3 separate regions of the Mus musculus genome follow, and all the other regions are linked to region 3. A link is a contact called in public HiChIP or PLAC-seq data. All regions are on one chromosome and are shown on one strand. Each heading gives the region's core, a stretch centred on a gene start, on an enhancer-like site or on the middle of the called end of the contact. The rest is flanking DNA. Distances are from core to core; before and after follow the strand shown.

Region 1 (4,352 bases), core at 45-2,544, 410 kb after region 3:
GCGGGGGGGGGGGGAGAATATATTATATCAGTGGGAGCAAAGAGAATAGTTTCTTCTCCCTTGATCTAAGCTCTTAGGATCTGGCAGGCCCCTCTTGGAGACCTAGGTTCATACTTGTCCATCCTGAACCCAGGGAGGGATCTTTGGTGCCCTCCTATGTCCTGTGAAAATCGAGCTCAGACCTTTCATCAGACTCCTCAGGTTCCCCGGTACCTTTGTTTCCTTATTGCCCCTAATCTTCCTGCTCCCTGATCTCTGGGTAAACCAAGATGCTTCATGTACCCAAATCCTCCTAGGACCTCCAAGCTCTCTGTTGCCTCTGTCTGGAATGGAAACCGGATAATAATGTGGAGGAGCTGTTGGTCAAACAGGTCAGATCTGGGAATTCTGCTCTGCCACTTTACAGACGGTGTGACCTTGGGCAAGGTACTTAGTCTCTCTGAGTGTTCTCATCTTTAAAGCGGATTAGGGAAAGTATCTGACGGGGTTGTGGTGAAAGCCAGCTGACCTGCTGTGACACCCGTCCAACGTGGGTGCTCAATATGTTGGTTGACATCAATTCCATCCTGTTTAAATTGTTCTGTGGTTGAACACCCTGCCTCCACCCACTGAAGCTGACTCCGTCCCTTTCACTTCCAAATGCGTATAGTGCTTAACCTATGGGCCCATTAGGTCTCAAACTATTCTGTCTTGGAGAAGGCTAATGTTCACCTGCCTGGGGATTATAAGCCCAGAAGGGCAGGCTCCTGGTCTGCTTCCTGGGTTACTTCAGGTCTTCTTTGTATTTAAAAAGTAGTGGTTTGAATAAATAACATGAAACCTCTGGAAAGGTGGGGTAGGCTGATGCAATAGCCCCCCCCCCACCTTCCCACCCCTCCACACACACTCAGGAGGCTCCTGACATTAACACTCTTGAGAGAACGCTGAGGGAAACTGAGGTTCTAAGTTGCAGAACAGCAGGGCACAGTAGGCGGAGCCAAGACGAACAGGCGGGGCTTTCACGGGTGGGCGGGGCTTACCAGCTAGGCTCATGTAGATTGGCTGGCGGGAGCGGAAGTGCTTCAGTGCGTCTCCCGAACAGTTCCGTTCCTCGCATCGGAGCACGCAGTCGCGGTACACGGGCTCGCGGTCGCCCTGGGAACCCCCCGCGAGTCCCACTGCCAAGGTTAGCAGCAGCAGCGGCGCCGTCCGCTTGGCCATTCTGTCACTGTGCCCGGCCGCTGAGGGAGGAGCTTGGGAGAAGACGAAGTCCCACTTCCGTAACAACCGGAAGTACCTGTGTTCATCGTTGCATCCTCCGCTGACGCCCGCCCACTTTAAATAAAAGTTCCCGGATTTCAGTGGGCGGGTACCCCACCTCTATACTGCTGTCTCCTCTTTTCATATACAGCACCTAAGGAGAAGGGGCGATTTGCGCCCAGGAGCAAATTAAGTGTACTTTCTCCCTTCTATTTTACACGGTCTTTGTTTCAAGCAGACGCCTTTCTGTCACCCACTCTCTTAGATTCCAGTTTCCAAATGTTCTGGGTACCCCACTTATCCCCATTTCTTATGTCAGCATCTTGATTAAAGACGCTGCCATTAAAAGAGCTGAAGAACTTCTTAACAGGTGTCTTTGTCTCTACTTTGGTCCCCTCCAGTAGGCATTTCTCTCCTATTTAGCTTTGTGTTACTGTGATAAAGACCAACTTGGGGTTTGCTTTATGTCACCCCATCACAAGCCATCATGGAGGGAAGCCAGGGCAGGAACCTGGAGGTAAGAGCGGAAACAGAGGCCTCGAAGGAGTGCTGCCTACTGGCTTAGTCACTTAACAACACCCAGGACCACTTGCCCAGGGTTGGCACCTCCCACAGTGGTATGGACCCTCCCATGTCAATTATTAATCAAGAGAGTGTCCTCTGTAGACTTGCTGACAGGCCAGTCTGAAGGAAGCATTTATTTTCTTAATTGAGGTACCCTTTTCCCAGATGACCCTAGCCAGTGTCAAGCAGACACAAACACAAAAACGAACAACAACAAAACCCAAAACTAACCACGGCTCCACTTTCTAAAATTCAAGGTTGACCAATCTCTTTCTTACAATTCCTTACTAACTCCTCAACTCAGCCTGGCCTGGCCTGCTGGTCTTCACTCTGTTGCTCCAGATGCACTTTAAAGGTCCATGTCTCCAGAGTCTCTTGTCCTTGTGTGCTTTGGCCCTCTTGCTCCTGCTTGTTTTCCTGTTACCAATTAAAGGCTGTGTTTTAAGGATGATTGTTAGCACTGGATGGATACTATGTAGTGGCTTGTCTTTCCCCGATGGGATGGAGTCCTTTCTTGTCCTGCTCACCTCTGGCACTAAAGTAGAACTTTGCTTTCCATGGGAGACACTTTGAGATCCTTCTTCCTTCCTTCCTTCCTTCCTTCCTTCCTTCCTTCCTTCCTTCCTTCCTCCCTCCCTCCCTCCCTCCCTCTCTCTCTCTCTCTCTCTCTCTCTCTCTCTCTCTCTTTCTTTCCTTCTTTAAGTAAATGAACAACTTAAAACTGTCTGGGTGGGCTAGCCACCTGTGAGTGAAGGCTCTTCACTGAACTCGATTCCCAGAACTCAATAAAGGTGGGAAAAGAGAATCCTCTCCACAGAGTTGTCCTCTGACATCAAGTGTGCTGCAGCACACACACACACACACACACACACACACACACACACTCACACACACTGCACTCTCAGGGGCTGGGGAGGTGGCTTATCAGTGAAGAATGAATGTTGTTCCTGCAGAGGACTAGAGCTCAGTTCCTAGCATCCACAGAGGCAGCTCAGGGTCATTTGCAAATCCAGCTCCAGGGGATGGAAGAACTTTTTCCTGTCTTTTCAGGCATTGCATGTAGACACATATACCTTGATCGAGACACTTGCTTCAGTCACCCCCATCTCTGTGCCCAACCACCAGCACCCAAATCTTTCTGTAGCTTTGATGTCATGTAACTAAATCCTGCCTCCCTCCCCTCCTCCCCGCCCCCCCCCCCATTGTTTTTGTTCATGGTAATTCTCTCTTTACATCCTGGAGAGGGAATTAGGGTTGTGGGGTAGGATTTAAGGATTACTAAATCGAAGGTGGATGAGCAAGAAGTACTATGGAATTACCTTCATTTAACCAGCGAAGAGCTCAAGGGTATATCATTCACCCTGAATCTTCTGTGAATGACACTTCTTCCAGCTAAATATAACGTAAGTACTGTCTTTGAAGTGGACCATCCAGTTGATAGGGATGAGGAAATTACTGGTTTTTGTGGAGATAAGGTCTTAATGTATAGCCCAGAGTGGTCTCCAAATTAGAATCGTCCTGCCTCTGCCTCCTAAATGCGGGAGTATAGGCATTGGCCACCTCAGTTCACTCTGGGAAATTGAAATGAGAAAGCAAGCCAGGTGGGGTCACACACACCTTTAATCCCAGCATTAAAAGGGCAGAAGCAGGGGGATCTCTTTGAGTACCAGACTTACACACACACACACACACACACACACACACACCAAAACAAAACAACCCAACAACAAAGAAAACTAAAATGAAAAAGCAGGCACTGTGGTCCCCAGTAGCTGATGAGAGACACACAATCAAATCCTAATATTACAGCCAGCCCTTTACCTTTTTTTTTTTTTTTTTTTGGTCTTTATTATTCTGAGGATGTATCTTTTATGGGAGGCCATTGTTTGAACTGAGCAGCTGCAGGAGGCCCTGAGAAACCAGAGCAAGGCAACAGGGAGTGGCTCATGCTAAAGGCTACATAAAGTCAAACTGAACATGTAGAGAAGGTAGATCCCAAAGGAAACCAGTTGCTACCAAAAACAGAAGGTCTGGGTCTGCCTTCGACATCTTAGTTAAGCACTCTCTCTGTTTTGATCCTTTCTAGACCTGGAGGAAACAGAGGTCGGAGGTGCTTACACTGTCTAGGCCCTGGGTTGATCCTGGGGACAAAAACTAAGAAGGGATTCGGAGCTGCTTTTCTCTTGTCCTGTTTTCTCCTGCCCACTTCCCAGTCAGGATTTTTTTTTTCTCTTGTTCTGCTTCTTTGTTTCCATTTACAAGACCCTGAATCCCGTTCTGACCAGTGTGATCATGCCTGAGCGCTGTTTAATGAAACCGGAGCAGTCCATTTGCTGTATGAGCTACTTGTTGTTATTTTCACCTTATTTACTTTAAAATAATTAATCGATTAATTGTACATTTTCTTTATTTCTGTGGAAGGGGGCGGGGCATACCCATGCCACAGTTATGCTGTGGTCAGAGGACAACCTGTGGGACTTGCCTCCTTCCACCTCATGAGTCCCAGAGATCAAACTCAAGTGGTCACTCTTGGCAGCAGGTCCTTACCC
Region 2 (4,164 bases), core at 500-2,999, 260 kb before region 3:
GGTGGTATTTCTTTAGGATGTTGTGCATCTCGGCCACATCCTCACTTGACACAGTCTTGATGACGAAACGCCGGTCATAGGTGGTGAGGAAGCGAGTGCCACACCTGCCCTGGCTGTCACTGTTGATAGGTGCACTGCGTGTCACTGAATTCTGAGGGGTCCAAACAGAAGCAATTGATTTTGATGAGAAACACAGTTTGTTTGTTTGTTTGTTTGTTTGTTTGTTTGTTTGTTTCCCTTCTCTTTCCCACAGTGCTAAGAGGTGAACTCAGGGCTTTGTGCATGCTGGAGAAGCACCCCCCTGCTGAGCTACCTCTCCATCCCTAAGATCCTGGCTTCAACTCAGAACTTCTACAGACAGACAAACACCGAGGCAGAGGTGCCCAGGGTGGACGTCTCCTAGCCCCTTTTTTCTTAGGGTGTTCATATCCCTGGCTGCAGTGCTTCTCCAGATAACCAGAGCTGCTCCGACCTTTGACCTCAGACGAGGCTCTGTGTTTGATGTGTGACACGTCTGTTCTCACCCCCAGAGCTGCTCTCGAAACTAGAACCGCCTCAGTGTGAGGTGACCGAGTTCTCATCTTGACCCTCACAAGCAATATGGCCTCAAGCGAGCTGCTTAAAGTTTCGACACTCGGGACACAGGGAGACAGACCAAGGGGACCACTGAGTCTCTTGGGTAACAGAACTTAGGAAAGATTCAAAAGGCCCAGCTCAGGGAGCCACGGGCATGGATGCCTCTTTCCTAGGTATTGATCCCATCACTTGAAAGGATGATGTCATCTCTCTTGCCAGTGCCTCCCTTGGGTGGGCCTGCCTCATCTGTGCATGTCGGAAGGCAATGAGAGGGGCCTGTGCTTCCGTCTCTCGTCCTCTGTCCCCCGCTATGCTCAGAGAAGCCCAGAGAGGGTGAGACATGTATATAGACAAGGGCATGTGGACTTCAGGAGGTAAGATGCAGGGGTGATCCTGCTGCCCAGGTTACTAAAATCACACCCGCTGGGACCTGTTCCCAGGGAGGTTCTTTGCCCAACCTTCCCCAATCTCATGAAGTCCTTCTTGGTCACTTAATACAACCTCACAAAACCTTCTGGAGGGGCCGGAGAGATGGCTTAGTGGTTTGAAACATCTATTCCCAGCACATAACAGTAACTCCTACTCCAGGGGAATCCGATAGCTCTGAGTGCCATGGCACTGGCTCACACATACCACACACAGACACACCCGTAATTAAAAATAAAATGACTTAAATATAAAGGCCAGGTTTGATGACACACATCTTGAATCTCAGTACTCAGGAGATAGAGACATGTGGATCTCTGTGAATTCAAGGTTAGCCTGGTCTACATAGCAGGTGCCTGGTTAGTCAGAGCTCCATGATAAACTCAAAAGACAAATGAGCAACAGCAACAACAACAACAATAACAACAACAACCCCATGGGGAACCAGCACTCTCTTCCCAGGGGCAGCAATACCAAGAGGTCGGGAGTGCTGGCATTCAGTAGTAAGGGTGCTAAATTAAAGAAGCCTGTCCTATAAGTCCCCAGCCCAAAAAAGGTGAGTAGGCTGTGTCAACCAGGTGTCCTCTCTCCCTGCCTGGCCCTGTAACAGTAAGCCAGGTGAGGATTGATACACAGCCCTGCCGCCTGCCTTGTGTGCAGCATCTGGGACTCCCGAGCACTTTGAACACATGAGCTAAGCGTCCCCTCCCTGAACAGCAGCCTTGTTGCCCTCATTTCAGCCTTGAGCACGTCATGTGCCCAAAAGGCTATTAGAGGCAGGATGCAGACACGGAGAGGATGTGGTGAGACAGCCCAGGGACAGGGGACAAACCACAGGGGAAGGAACAGAGCCAAGCCACTTGGGGTGGCAGAAATGGCAAGACATTTTCAGAAAAGCAGACTCCATTCAGGTTATGACTGGGTTCAGGGTTTGCTCTCAGCAGAGGAGCTGGAGGCGACCTCAGGACTTCTCAGCCATGGACCTTTCCTCCGGCTTAGGTCCGTCGCAAGCCTGGCGTGTGCTCTCCCCTCCTTCCTCAGGACACTAATAGCTGCCTGTGTGGCCTCCTGAGTGGGGGGAGGGGAAGGGAAGGCTCTCATCTCCAGACCCTGTGAATTCTAGCAGGTTCACAACAGAGCTTTCTGGGGTTTAGGCACTTGTTTTTGATCCCGCTGTGGTATCAGCACAGGTGACTGAAAAAGTCACTGCTTAAGGGCAAAGGAAATCTCCACCTTCACTAGCAGGCTGTGTGCCAGGAAAAGAAGGGGCTCTAAGCGCAAGGTAGAGCCGGTGCAGAGCCATGGCTGCTGAGTCAGACTCTGCTGCCCTGACTGACATTCCCCATAGGCCAGTGGCTTCTAGGACAGGATCATGCTCTGAAGGCAGCAGTCGCCCGTCCCCGGCCCACCACCGGGAAGACAGGGGGCACGCTCAGGAGTGGTGCTCTAACTTGGCAGTAGGATGATGTAGGTTGCTACCCCTGATGCCTTTCTTTGCTAATCTGTCTTACCTGCTTTTAACAGGCCTCCTTGCATGCACGCTCTATCTCAGTCAAACTACCAAGGAAGGGTTCTTCAGCCTAGACTGGGCGTGTCAGACTGACAAAAAGCTGCTCCCACACAGCAATCTCCCGCTGCTCCCCCCTCCCACCCCCCCAAAGCAGGAGCATCCTCTAAGGCTCCTACAGGCTTACCAGTCCTGGTCTGCTGGCACTAGGCGTGAGCTTGGACAGGGAGATGCAGTAGCCCAGGGACAGCTGACACTCTGACCCCTGCCCATCTTGTGGCTTCCTGACCCCCACATCTCTGAATCCCCCTGCTGTGCCAAGACAGCTCCGTACCTACCTGGTAGTCCTGGTCATCGATGCCGAACCTCTCCCTGAGGTTTCGGAACACCATGGGGCAGTACTCCTTGAACTTGAAGCGGCTGGGGAGGTTTTCCCTGGAGGAAGCAGACACAGGCTTTGTGAACCACCCTAACTCAGCCTGAGCAACACCAGAGCCTTCAAAGCGTGGCCTGGAGAAATTCTGGAAGTGAGTCTCAAAATCTGCATTTTATTTTCTTCCTTCCTTCCTTTCTTTCTGTTTGCTTGTTTTTTGTTTTTGTTTTTGTTTTGAGGTCTCACTCTGTAGACCAGGCTGGCCTTGAACTCACCCTCCGCCCACCTCTGCCTCCAGAATGCTGGCGTTAAAAGAATGTACCAGGCTGGAAAGATGGCTCAGCTGTTAAGAGCACTGACTGCTCTTCCAGAGGTTCTGAGTTCAATTCCCAGCAACTACATGGTGGCTCACAACCATCTGTAATGGGATCCAATCCCATCTTCTGGGTTGTCTGAAGACAGTGACAGTGTACCCACATACATGAAATAAATAAATCTTAAAGAAAGAAAGAAAGAAAGAAAGAAAGAAAGAAAGAAAGAAAGAAAGAAAGAAAGAAAGAAAGAAAGAGAGAGAGAGAGAAAGAAAGAAAGGAAGGAAGAAAGAAAGGAAGAAAGAAAGAAGGAAAGAAAGGAAAGAAAAGAGAAAAGAAGAGAAAGAGAATGTACCACTACATCTGGCAAAATCTGCATTTTCAACAAACACTGTAGGTGATTCTAGGCAGGTAGAACTTTACCCTCATCTCTGTAAGAATCGTCTAAGTGTACACTTGTAATTCATATGTCTTTGTTTGTTTGTTTGTTTGTTTGCTGTCCTTAGAACTTACAAAGAAAAGTGTATCTCCCGGGAGGTGAGACCCAGCATCTGCTGGATCTATAGTGTCTAGAAAGATCTTTCTCACAGAAAGGCCATTCTTCTCTGGGATACTGCCATGCAAATATCCTGAGGAGAGTTATGTCCAAGGAGCCCTGCCTGGATGTCCAAAGATAAAGGTGCCTTGACGCAAGTGTTCACATGTAATGCCGGCAGCACTCAGGGGGCTAAGGTAGGAGTGCTGAGAGTTCAAGGCCAACCTGAACTTCCTACTAAGTAATAAAACATCCTGGGGCTTGTACTGAAGCGGTCTTAAGTCAGCTGACTAGGAATGGGAGTTTTTTAGTTTGTTTGTGCTTTTTGTGGTCCTAGGGATCAAGCCCAGGGACACACACACACACACACACACAAGGCTACCACCAAGTGACATGCCAGCCCTGGAATCACATCTTTACAAAGCCATGCTACTTC
Region 3 (4,079 bases), core at 552-3,051:
TTGACCTCAGGGGCTCTATCATACAGAGCAAGCAGCCAGTCTCCATGAAGGACCCCTCCCAGCCTTCCCCATTCCCCCACATCCTCAGATGGCCTCTACAAAACCTTACTACCAAACCCAGCCCAACCTGGGATGAGTCAACAATTGCCCTGACGGCTTTTTACAGCTTCCTAGGGTCTAACCTCAATCTCACTTGCTGCAGATGCCCGATGTCTTCCAGATGAATCTAAAAGCAGAGACGGCTAAGTAGTCTGTACTTACAAAAGTGACACTTGTCTCTGGGTCCCCTGATGTAGCCAGCTCCCTTCCTCAACCCTCTCCTCGGCCCAAATCCCTCATCAACCCAGCCATATCTGAGTTCAGGAAACACACCAGCCTAAGGCTGAAAAGGACTCGGGACTTAACCCACTCAGTCCCTTTCTAGTTACCATTTTAAGATAAATTATCAGTTGCCTGTACCTGTCCGAGAAGTAAAGAATATCTTAAGGGGGAAAAATAATCTTTCATAACTCCACCTTCAAGAGCCAAAGATTTAGTCAAGAACCTCTTTTTATACATCAAAAACTGAGCCCAGAGAAAGTAACTTGGGTAAGTAACTCGCCCAAGGTCACACAGCAAGTGAGACAACAGAACTAAAAGCTAAGTGCTCAGCTACCTTCTGTGGGAGCCACCATGGACACCGATGGGTCCACACTAGTCTCTGGACATGTGACTTCTCTGTCCTCTACCCCCGCAGTCACCACCAGCATCCTCCACTCATACCATCTCATCCCAACCCAGATTCATTTGGACTACCTACCTACCGTGACCATCAAAGTCAAGAACACAGTTAGGCACTATGCTGACACAACAGCAAGTGGGACACTCACTTCCCTTTTAAGGAGCTTGTGAAATCACCCTTATTCCCAGCCCCCACCTCCCCGAGAAAGCCTGGGTGCAGAAACTAAACCATATATATTTTTAAAAACGGCCTTTCTTGATAACGTGAGGGATTCAAAGTAGATCCCTGAAAGGACCTCAAGAGGAAGAAATGGCTTGAGAAACTGGTCTAGAGGAAAGAGGAGTGTGCAGAATGGAAGCTCCTCCTCCACCCTCACCCCCTTACCTCCATGCTCAGCCTGTGCAACTGAGAACCGAGCAGAACCTAGCAGGGGGGAGAAGGGAACCCTTGACCCTGGGAGATCGGGGAGCAGCTGGCTGCTTTTTCCTGGGGTCCCTGCCTCTCCACCAGTACGCAATAGGTAGGGGAAGCAAGTTAGACGGCCAGGCTGGTGCCAGGATGTCTCCCATCCTCCGGCGACTCCCACGCAGTCACAAGCCCAACTGGGACCCCACCTAGAGCAGCTGAGAGAGGCAGCAGGGAAGAGCATGGAAAAGAAAAGCAAACGCCTCTCTGAAATGATCGCCGGTCCCTGTGACTATTCTGGAGACCCCGGCCTGGGTCCCTCCACGTCCTTCCGACAGCAGTAGGAGGTGCGCACCCTCTGTGCGCACACAGAGAAAGTAGGGTCCTTGTCCCCTATCCCTGGCGTCCTGAGGACAGGACCCAGGTCCCGCTGGCGGGTCTGCACCTGCCCTGGCCGCGCGTCCTACCTGCGGGTGTTGCGGGACTGAGCGCGCGCGCGGCCCCGCGGAGTAGCAGCAACTGCAGCAACCAGAGCTGAGCTCGCATGGTGGGCGCGGACGACCTCCGGGTCTGCGCGGCGGCGGCGGCGGCTGCAGAGGGAGCAGCCCCGGGCTGGGCGAGCGGGGAGCGGGAGCGGAGCGGGCAGGGCGAGCGAAGCACGGCGCTGCGGCCTTGGGGAGCGCGGGCGGGAGAACCCAGAGGGCGGGGCGCAACGCTGGGGTCCCCGCCTCCCGGAGCTCCGCGCCGCACCCCACGGGACCCGGGACCGCGCCGGGACATCTCTGGTTACCGAGAGAACCCCGCTGCCCCAGAAACCTAAGTAAAAGGCCGAGGTGAAGGGCCCCAGGAAGCGCCCCTACTTGGGCCGTTGGCTCCCACCACCCATCCCAAGAGCATGCGACTTTCTGAGCTAGTCCTTGTACTTCTGTGGCTTCCTGGTGTTCTACATAAGTGCACACACAGACACGCACCAGGAATCTCCCGCAGTCGAACCGCGCCCCCCCCCCCCGCCCCCCAGCTTCTACCCCAGAAGAGGCACGAATTGCGTCTCCCCAGTTGACTGCTTCACAGCCCATCTCCAGCACCGACCCCACCCCATTCCATCCCACACCCACACCCCCCTCCCGTCCAGCAGACATGTAGGTGCTCGAGACTGGCACATTCCCACTTTGAAACAGCTCGGTGCCCCTTCCACAGAAAGGCCAGATCAGTCCAAGATAGACCCAGAGCCAGAAGTGGCGCCCACTGCCACCACACTTTACCGGACTCTGGGAATAGGGCACTTCCCCCCCACCCCACCCCCTTCAAGTATGGAATAAAAATACCCGCAATTTAGGAGATTTAATAGACGGCATGGAATCAGGTCAAGGCACGAAGGTGCCTGTGACCTACTTCATGGGAAGGAGAAGAACTGGGGCCTAGAGAGTGGAGAGGACTGAGGGGCCCCTGGCTTCCTCTGTGTAGGGGACCTGGAGAGTGCGGAAAGAAAGGGTGCAGAGACTGCTTCCTGGGACTTATCCCCAGAAGAAGGCTGCAGCTGGGGACAGAAGTAGAGTGTGGGCTTAAGTAGGTGAGTGGCCTGGCACTGAGGTCAAAAGAAGGACCAAGAAAGGAAATGAATCCCAGTGTCACTCTCCTCTGGGTCCAAAAACCTAGAGGTGGTCTCCCCAAGACCTCAATATAATATTATGTAATACTATGAGCCAAGGCAAGCCCCGCAACCAAAGGGACTTTTGTTAGTTTTCCAGGTAAGGACTAACGCCGTCGACCAGGTTGGTTTCGAACTCACGATCACTCTTCAGTTTATTGAAGGGATTACAGAGGTGAGCCCACCAAACCTAGCCAGCCATTGACTTTCTAATTCCTTGCCTGAATTCTCCCAGGACAGCCTCTGGGGTATCGAAGAAACCGTCCCTTCCAGATGTGGCCTCCTACCGCCACCCAGTGGACCCGTGATGAGCCACGGGGCTGCCGTTTAGCTGATCTCTTGAAGAGTTAAGAGACTGCCCGCGCAGGCGCCGCGAAGGGCCTCTATAGTGTTCCAAGATGGACCTCCAGCCTCAATTCTGGTGTCGTCGTGCGCGGTCAGTCTCGGTGCCCGTTCTCCATAAAGTCTTGTATTGGGGCTCAGGCAAAAGCAACAACTTGGAAATATTAGAAGCAAATGGCGTGGACAAGTTTCTAACCGTAAGCCTCTAGAACTTGAGCATGCACGGGAAGTACTTCTCAGAACGCATATTTCTAGCCCCACCCAGGGATAGTTCACTGGGTCAGAGAGGAGGCCAAGAATCTTCATGTCTAGCACGAGCCCAAGTCCCGTGGTGCTAGTCACATTCGGAGAGCCACTGCCCTGAAAATTCCCAGTTCCTTACCACCGTCCCCGCTCCCTGACTGTTTGGGAGTTGGCGATGGAAATATTGCCATAAAAATATGCGGGACGTAATAAGGTCTTCCAAAGAAAAGAGTGAGCCTGCTAGGGGGCACCCGGATTTGAACCGGGGACCTCTTGATCTGCAGTCAAATGCTCTACCACTGAGCTATACCCCCTCTGCCGGTAGCTTTGCGTCAGTTACTACTTGGTGCTAGTCTAGCGCAGGCGCACTAAAGCGTCTTTAAAAGGGAAGACTGATTCGAAGTTATCAAGAAACACGAGGACCTGACCTACCAGATTACTAGCTTCAAAACAAAAGCTGTTTCCTGATGATCTGAGATTCCTTCCAAAGGCAGAAAAATACGTCCTCCAGAAGATAGAGGCGACGCCAGCGCTCCTCTGGGCGGATCCCACTCTTCAATTCCGCCGCGGCTTCTCTCTCCCTTCTACACACTCACGCTTACTTGTCCCTACCTTCTGCTTCCAACCTAACCCCAACCCTAGACACTCAGATCTTCCTAAGAGACAGGAGTGGAAATCGCCCGCACCTGAATACACCAACCGGCACGGCGCGCCCCGCGG

The links. HiChIP or PLAC-seq counts read pairs in DNA pulled down with a chosen protein or histone mark.
Region 1: an SMC1A HiChIP or PLAC-seq map of large pre-B cells shows a contact between it and region 3, with 6 times the contacts expected there. The contact joins the promoter of Pgap3 here to the promoter of Plxdc1 in region 3. A contact is called at or near these places in 1 of 15 datasets of contacts at CTCF or cohesin (large pre-B cells) and 1 of 115 datasets of contacts at active chromatin or transcription factors (microglia).
Region 2: a contact with region 3 is called in an H3K27ac HiChIP or PLAC-seq map of the HPC-7 cell line, with 7 times the contacts expected there. The contact joins the enhancer-like site here to the promoter of Plxdc1 in region 3. A contact is called at or near these places in 2 of 39 promoter capture datasets (embryonic stem cells and stem cell-derived epiblast-like cells), 1 of 15 datasets of contacts at CTCF or cohesin (embryonic stem cells), 5 of 484 Hi-C or Micro-C datasets (adipose-derived mesenchymal stem cells, embryonic stem cells, myeloid progenitors and 1 more), 16 of 115 datasets of contacts at active chromatin or transcription factors (the HPC-7 cell line, bone marrow-derived dendritic cells, craniofacial prominence and 8 more) and 2 of 9 other capture datasets (embryonic stem cells and pancreatic islet).

The regions. Positions count from the first base shown.
Region 1 is chr11:98,399,196-98,403,547 of GRCm38.p6, forward strand. Pgap3 (post-GPI attachment to proteins 3) reads right to left here and starts at 1,295. Exons shown (of 8, transcript NM_001033537.2): 1 at 1,020-1,295. The coding sequence starts at 1,200.
Region 2 is chr11:97,726,707-97,730,870 of GRCm38.p6, forward strand. Pip4k2b (phosphatidylinositol-5-phosphate 4-kinase, type II, beta) reads right to left here. Exons shown (of 10, transcript NM_054051.1): 3 at 2,848-2,944; 4 at 1-151. Among named protein-coding and RNA genes, the nearest start is that of Pip4k2b, 16 kb to the right of the region's middle. Within about 2 kb of position 1,750, at least 128 of the 459 cell types and tissues checked have an H3K27ac peak or open chromatin away from gene starts, as enhancers often do. A contact at or near this core is called in the HPC-7 cell line, myeloid progenitors, pancreatic cancer cells and 2 more, where this site is marked.
Region 3 is chr11:97,984,645-97,988,723 of GRCm38.p6, forward strand. It overlaps Plxdc1 (plexin domain containing 1), which reads right to left and starts at 1,802. Exons shown (of 14, transcript NM_028199.3): 1 at 1,594-1,802. The coding sequence starts at 1,672. n-TCgca55 (a tRNA gene) reads right to left here and starts at 3,673; the gene lies at 3,602-3,673.